2 separate regions of the Gossypium hirsutum genome follow, and region 2 is linked to region 1. The links are chromatin contacts, called in public Hi-C maps. All regions are on one chromosome and are shown on one strand. The core of a region is the stretch at or near the end of the contact, and the rest is flanking DNA. Distances in the headings are between cores, read along the strand shown. Region 1 holds the start of LOC107942705 (glutaredoxin-C1). Region 2 holds the start of LOC107957027 (transcription factor TCP20).

The links. Hi-C and Micro-C count contacts between places; a contact is called where the count stands out from the background.
Region 2: a Hi-C map of leaf shows a contact between it and region 1, with 2.5 times the contacts expected there. The contact joins the promoter of LOC107957027 here to the promoter of LOC107942705 in region 1. A contact is called at or near these places in 3 of 34 Hi-C or Micro-C datasets (hypocotyl, leaf and petal).

What each region holds. Positions count from the first base shown.
Region 1 is chrA05:82,947,439-82,950,909 of Gossypium_hirsutum_v2.1, reverse strand. LOC107942705 (glutaredoxin-C1) reads right to left here and starts at 1,644. Exons shown (of 1, transcript XM_016876426.2): 1 at 737-1,644. The coding sequence starts at 1,414. The coding sequence ends at 1,037.
Region 2 is chrA05:83,269,748-83,273,404 of Gossypium_hirsutum_v2.1, reverse strand. LOC107957027 (transcription factor TCP20) reads left to right here and starts at 1,784. Exons shown (of 2, transcript XM_016892451.2): 1 at 1,784-3,256; 2 at 3,361-3,657. The coding sequence starts at 2,131. The coding sequence ends at 3,033.

The DNA of each region.
Region 1 (3,471 bases), core at 395-2,894:
TATGGAATGGAGGTCAACATGATCTAAAGTTTCGTGAATCATCATCAATGTATGACTGTCCCTTTCTACCTTATCATCCTATGTCCTATATATATGAGAAACATTCAACCACTTGGGTCCAAAATACCATAACTTTTGCACTATCCAGAAGCTCACTGGAACTGCAAGTTAGTCTTGGAAATTCCAAGTAGATTAGACTGAATAAGTAAATATTTATGGGAAAAAGAATCAAATCATGAATCTCACACCCATAACAAGAAGAATAATTATATGCCTTTATATTTATGCTAAGAGAGCCCAATGCCCATGGCCATGGCGATGGAAAGGTTCCTCGGCCACTCCCAACGCCCACCCACCTCCCAAAAGTCAAAACTTCCAATAGCTCCTCGTTCCTATCCATTTCCCCAGCACCATATTCATAAGATTCCATCTCTAGCAACTCACCGGCCTCTCTCTCTCGAATACATATTAATCTTTCCAACCCCACAAAATCATACACGTCATCATAATCCACTCTCACCACACGTGTTAATCCCAATAAGAAATCAATGGTTGTACGGACATTGACCCCTCTTCCTTCCTAGCTAGTCACTAATCGTCAAATCCTTTAGTTTTACTGTTTTTATGGCTGTTCAGGAACTGAGTTCTTGTCTAAGCCCCTCCAATTTCATTGTTTGGTGAAAAAAAAAAAGCAAACTAAAGAAACAAACAAAATAAAAAATGAAGTGGGAACTCATTGAAAATAACTATTTTAATTTGTTTCCTTTGTACAGAGGAGGGAACCATCAGCCATTACATTTCACACTTGAGATCAAAGACTAGTTAAAACTTGAAACAAAGGGCACACCAAAAAGACCCACTTGTGAGTAAAACACCAATAAGAAGGAAAAAAAAAGAAGGAAAAGCTTGAGAGACTAAAGACATATCAGCTACTGCTGTATTCCAAAATGGAGTAGACTCCAAAACTATCACTCCTCTTCCTCTGCCATGCTTTTCTCTATCAGTTTTTTTTTTTAATGAGGAATGCCAAAGATGATCAAAGCCAGAGAGCACCAGCTTGTTTGAGAAGAGGAACAAGAGTGCCGTTGATATGAGAAGCCATGACTCTATCCATTGTACCCACAAGTTTCCCACCAATGAACACAACAGGAACAGCAGGAGAGCTTCCAAGCAACCTCATCAAAGCTTTCTCCATGTCTTTCCCTCGAGGGTCTTGATCCAGCTCATACACAGTTGGGTTTACTCCCATCCCACAAAACAGCCTCTTAATGGCATGGCACATGCAACAACTGCTAATACTAAATACAACCACCGCATTCTCCGAAGCCAACCTCTCTATCCTCTCCAATGGATCCCCAACTGTAGTCCTGGTGGTCGGCACGTAAGAACCCCATGAACCTGTCTGGCAATGCATTTTTTTTAGTAAATGCTAATAAGGTGACTGCTTCTGCTGCAAGAAATTAATAGAGGGGGGAAAAAAGAAAGAAGATTTGGGATTTTGGCTGAGGTCAGTGAGTGAGATCAAATGGTGAAGCTTGCCGCTGGTGAGAAACGAGGAAGGTTTTAGTTGGTATTTATAGAGAAGGGAATGCAAAATATGGGCAAGTTTTTTTGGGGAATCATCAATGTTTTATTGTTATTTTAATGTGAATATAAAGGAAAGTAAACAAAGTTGGTCTCTTGAGTCTTTTGCAGTCCTCACTCCAGTCCAGTTCAATATTTGGAGAGAGAGATGGCAGTAAAAAGAGCTATTTATGTTGTCCTTTTCCTTAAAAAAAAAGAAAGGTCTTTTCATGGGTTTAAGCAATAATAACGAGTTATATATATCATCTGAGTTGTGTGAACTAATTGAGAAGTTTTGCTTTCATTTAGAAATTCAACTAAATAATTACGAGGGTGTGAGACTAAAAAAAGTTATCATTAATTTTCATCTAATTGACTACATGATATATGTCAACTCATATTCTTAGTTGATCACTGATGATTGCGATGGATATTTTAGTTTCCAACTTTTATATATATAATCATGAGGTAATCTTTTCATCAAAAAATTATTCTTTGTTAATATGTTAATGTTTTTTTTAATGAATTTTATTCTCTTTCAATCTTTTTTTTTTGTATATGTACCTACTTATCCTTTAATTATATATTACGTTAGTTTATTTTTTTTATTAATTAATATGATGATCTAGTGGTGAGGTCGAATATGAACATTCTCAAGCGCTCTGATTCTATAACTGGTGTGGGGCGGTTTCTTCCTTTCTAGAGGGAAAAAAATAAACAGAAGAGAATTAGAATATTGCAAATATTTGTTACATATGGGACACATAATTTATATTATCTGTTTAGCATCTTAGATTATATATTTAGCTTCCAATAAGGAAGAATTTGATCTTTATTCCTTTTAGACTTGACTTTCTAGGCTTTTCAATAAAATTAATATCATGAATAATTATTTCTATCAAATAATAATTTTATTTATTTAATAGGGTAGACTGGAATTATAAAAACTTATTTGAAAAGGTAAATATAAAAAGAGTGAAACATGATAGTCATAAATAACTTACCAATCACTCTTTGTCAACCACGATTGGGTTTGTCTAGATTTTATCCCTCCTAAATTATTTGATAAATTTAATATCTTTTCTCCACAAGTACGGAAGCACATGCAATGTTGCTTCCATGGCTCACATGCAGCACGCACGCATGCCTTGGACTATACATGCAGCCTTGTCTAACATTTATGCAACAATACCTGCATTTTTATTTATTTATTTTATTTTTCATGATTATGAAGTTAACTAAAATTAAAGTGGTGAAAACAAAAGGAAGCACAATGAGATGCTGAGGGTTTAAAAAAGGTTTGGGTGGGAAGCCAATGGGGCATGGCATGGGTTTTGGTATTTGCAAGCTAAGGAGTGTGTTAATGTTGTTGGTGAGAATAATAAATTAAAAGAAAACGGTATTCTTGGATTGTGCTTGTCGACTTCTTTTTCAACCTCCTACACCTTTCTTTTTGTGGATTTTGCCAATGAATAAATTATTTAAATCGTATTAACCAATATTATTCCTACTCATAAACAATATTGATATATCTTTATTTATAAACCCCAAAGAAAGCTATAGAGATTATTGTGTTATGTTAATTTGTATCTTTCTTTTTTATTTTCAAAAAAGAGGGGGATGCATGGTGGTGAATCAAAAACTAATATGTACTGCTATGATCTGATAGAGATGATTTGATGAGTCAACTTTGAAGCTTTTGGAAATGAAAAAAAAGGCATGCATGCTTTAGATTTTTGAAGTATGTGGATGGATGTACCTCGAGTGAATATGTAGATATAGTCTAAAGTCTTAAAAAAGATTGAAAGATTGAAATGCCATAACATTCATGTAGCTGTCGCTCTCTGCTCTCCCTATGCCTATGCCACTAAAAAAGAAGTTATGCTTTTGCTTTCTTTCTTCAACCCT
Region 2 (3,657 bases), core at 535-3,034, 320 kb before region 1:
AAGAAACTGTGTAAAAAAGCTGAGAATGAAAATTGTTATCTTATTGGGAAAATTGTTAGGATGCATGACCAAGTAGAGGAATTTGAGAATGAATAATTCTCATATATTTTTGACAATACGACATTCAACATGAGTTTTTTGGTCCAAAAACTCCATAACAGAACGAGATTATTAAGAGTAACAATAGGACAATTTAGGATATTGCTCGTGTTATGCTAAGTGCCATGGGAATTTCTCACAGGTTTTAGGTAGAAGCTATTGATATAACTTACCATATGATTAATAGTCTTGTAGAGGCCAAAGACTAAAATGACACCTTATGAGATGTGTAGAGGAGGGAAGTTAGTAATTGGTACTTCCATGTGTTTGGGAGTGTCTAATACATTCAATAAACTTTATAACTATATGATAATAACATATCAATAAATGATTTATAGAAGTAGTAATACTAATAGTAGCTAAAAAATAGTAGAAAAGATGTTATAATAGTACATTATTGACAGTATATGAATAAATTATTTTTTATATTATCAAAGTGAAATTATACTTCAAGCTTTATAATATAAAAAATAATAAGTTAATTTACTAAGTTATACATTTTAGATTTAAATTTTTCTTAATATGCTAAGTCATAATTAATTCTCAACTAATATATAGTATAGAAGTAAATAATAATATTTTATAACAAATTAATTACATAATTATAAAATCAATAAGTGGTTGGAAGAAGTGGACTAAATTCGAATTTTGGAGTCGATATCCTTGAGAAGGCTTTACTTGAATATCACTTTGCCCGATCAAGATTAATCTCACTGTAAAATAAATCAAAACACATGTAGTTATACCAAAAAAAATCATAATCATTATTTTGATTGAAATATAATATTTATTTCTTTAAAAATATAATATTTATATTTTAAATAATTCAAGTTTAAATTGTTATAGAAAAATTAAAATAAAAAAAAATATTACATTCCTTTTTATTGATATTATTATATTGATTTATATTTTAAAATTCATATTAATAATAAATACATAGATAATTAGTTTTAACCATGTAAACGTGATATCATTAAATCATTATTTATTTTATTTATTTTATAATACCACATAGATATTATTAAAATTAATTATCCATATTATATAAAAATTATTTAATATACTATTGAGTTTTAAAACTTCACAAATAGGTGCAGAGGCGAATCTCGGGGCTGGCATAGGTCCCGTCCTCTTAAAATAAAAAATTATTATTTAGGCCTTCTAATTTTTTTAAAAAATTTTAAATTAATAAAGGTAAAATTACACTTTTACTCTCTAAAATTATAAAAATTCGATTTAATTTTTTAAAAATTATAAATATATAGACTATAAAAAATTAAAATTATTTTGCCCCTAAAAAATTGTTCTAGCTTCGTTACTAAACAAGTGATTGACAAGTATCGTGTAAAAATATAATGAAACATTCAAAAATAAATATTTTAAAAAATAAATATAAAATTTTAAAATTATTTATAAAATAAATAAAAATTTACCCTTATTATATTGCTTTTATTATAATGTAGGGTGAAGGTGTGATGAAGAGAAATGGAAGAAATCCATCAATCTATGGATATTACATATGGTTATATGGGGATGCGTGAATATCTTATTTATAATTTTGAAATTGTAATTTATAATAATAATTATTGTAAATGATATATTCTGTGCGAATTAGTGTCTTCAGGTGAAAATGGCAGTTCAAGTAGCTATCATATCAGAAATGTTAGTCAAAAGCCCCCTTCACTGCAGTGAGAAAAAGGGGAAGTGACGAAGAAAGGAAAGGCTCATGCATTCATACATGAGCCATGGAGAGAGAAAAGAAAGAAAAATGACATCTTGTGAAAACCAAGAATAAAAATTTTGACATTTCGGGAGTGTGGGCTTTGGGATTTCAATATTATAATTATCATAGTTTGTCTTCACATTCCTTGTCAGAGAACAGTGAAAAGTCATCAAAGTCTAGGACTTTTCAGGTCACCTTCTTCAATCAAAGAGGACTCCTCTTTATATATATATATATATATATATATTTTTTTTTTTTTTTGTTCTTTTAATTTGCCCCCACACCCCCCACCCATTTTTTACCTGTTTATGGATCCCAAGGGCGCCAAGCAGCCTCCAGAGGAAGTAGCCAACTTGTTGAGCCTGCCACCCCAACCCCAACAGCAACGGCCTCAAAACATGGGAGAGAATAAAGAAGCAGAAATCAAGGATTTCCAGATTGTGGTTGCAGATAAAGGAGAAGGGAAGAAGCAACAGTTGGCCCCAAAGAGAAGTTCTAACAAAGACAGGCACACCAAAGTTGAAGGAAGAGGTAGAAGGATAAGGATGCCTGCTTTATGTGCTGCTAGAATCTTTCAGTTGACCAGGGAATTGGGTCACAAGTCTGATGGGGAAACAATACAGTGGCTGTTACAACAAGCTGAACCATCAATAATTGCCGCCACTGGGAGCGGAACAATTCCAGCATCAGCTTTGGCTGCAGCTTGGGGCTCAGTTTCACAGCCAGGGGCCTCTCTATCAGCAGGGTTGCACCAAAAGATGGAAGATTTAGGGGGGTCCAGTATAGGATCAGGGAGCAGTAGGACCAGTTGGACAATGGTTGGTGGCAATTTGGGAAGACCCCATCATGTGGCGACCGGGTTATGGCCACCAGTCAGTGGTTTTGGGTTTCAGTCATCATCTGGTCCGTCTACAACAAATTTTGGCAGTGATAGTTCCAATTATCTGCAAAAGCTTGGGTTTCCAGGTTTTGACTTGCCAGCTAGTAACATGGGTCAGATAAGTTTCACCTCAATCTTGGGCGGAGCTAATCAGCAGCTCCCGGGTTTGGAACTTGGGTTATCTCAAGATGGTCATATTGGGGTCTTAAATCCTCATGCTTTGGACCAGATTTATCAGCAGATGGAGCAAGCTCGGATGCAACCCCAACATCAGCATCAGCACCAGCAACAAACCCCTGCTAAGGATGACTCCCAAGGATCGGGCCAGTAAAGTTTTAAACTTTGAGAGCAAGATGAAAAAGAGTAGGATTCCTGAGACACAGGATGGCTTTGTTTTTTCTTGTAATGGTTCAGTATTGTATAATGGGGAAAACCAAAAAAAAAAAATAACAAGTGTGAGAGAAATGGATACTTTTCCTCTCAGAAATCTATGGGGAATAGATTGAGTGGCTTCTTTCTTTCTGCACTGCTTCACCCAAGTTTCCATTACAGAGGTTGTTTCTCTTGATTCATGCCTTCTGTTGAACTTGCATCCTCCGAATTCTTCAGAGAAGTACTAATTCTTTTGTGCTAAACTATTTTACTGTGGAGTGTGCAGGTGGAGCTTTGCGCATCTCAGTAGCTTGGATTTGGGCTCAACTTCTTGTTTGATCCAGGGTGTGTTGATTGTGATGCAAGGCAAATCTAATTGTTTTCTTCTTCACTACGTGTGGATAGATTGGCAACGGTTTGTTTGTGAAATTAAAAATAGGAATTCACAGTAATACATGTCCAGTTTCTTGTTAGATGAAGTAAGATTTCTTGTTTCTCTAAAAGAATATATTCTTGCACATAAAGGGCTAATTATTGATTACACCGTGGGCTCTGGCTGCCAGACCAAGCATGTTTCCTGCTA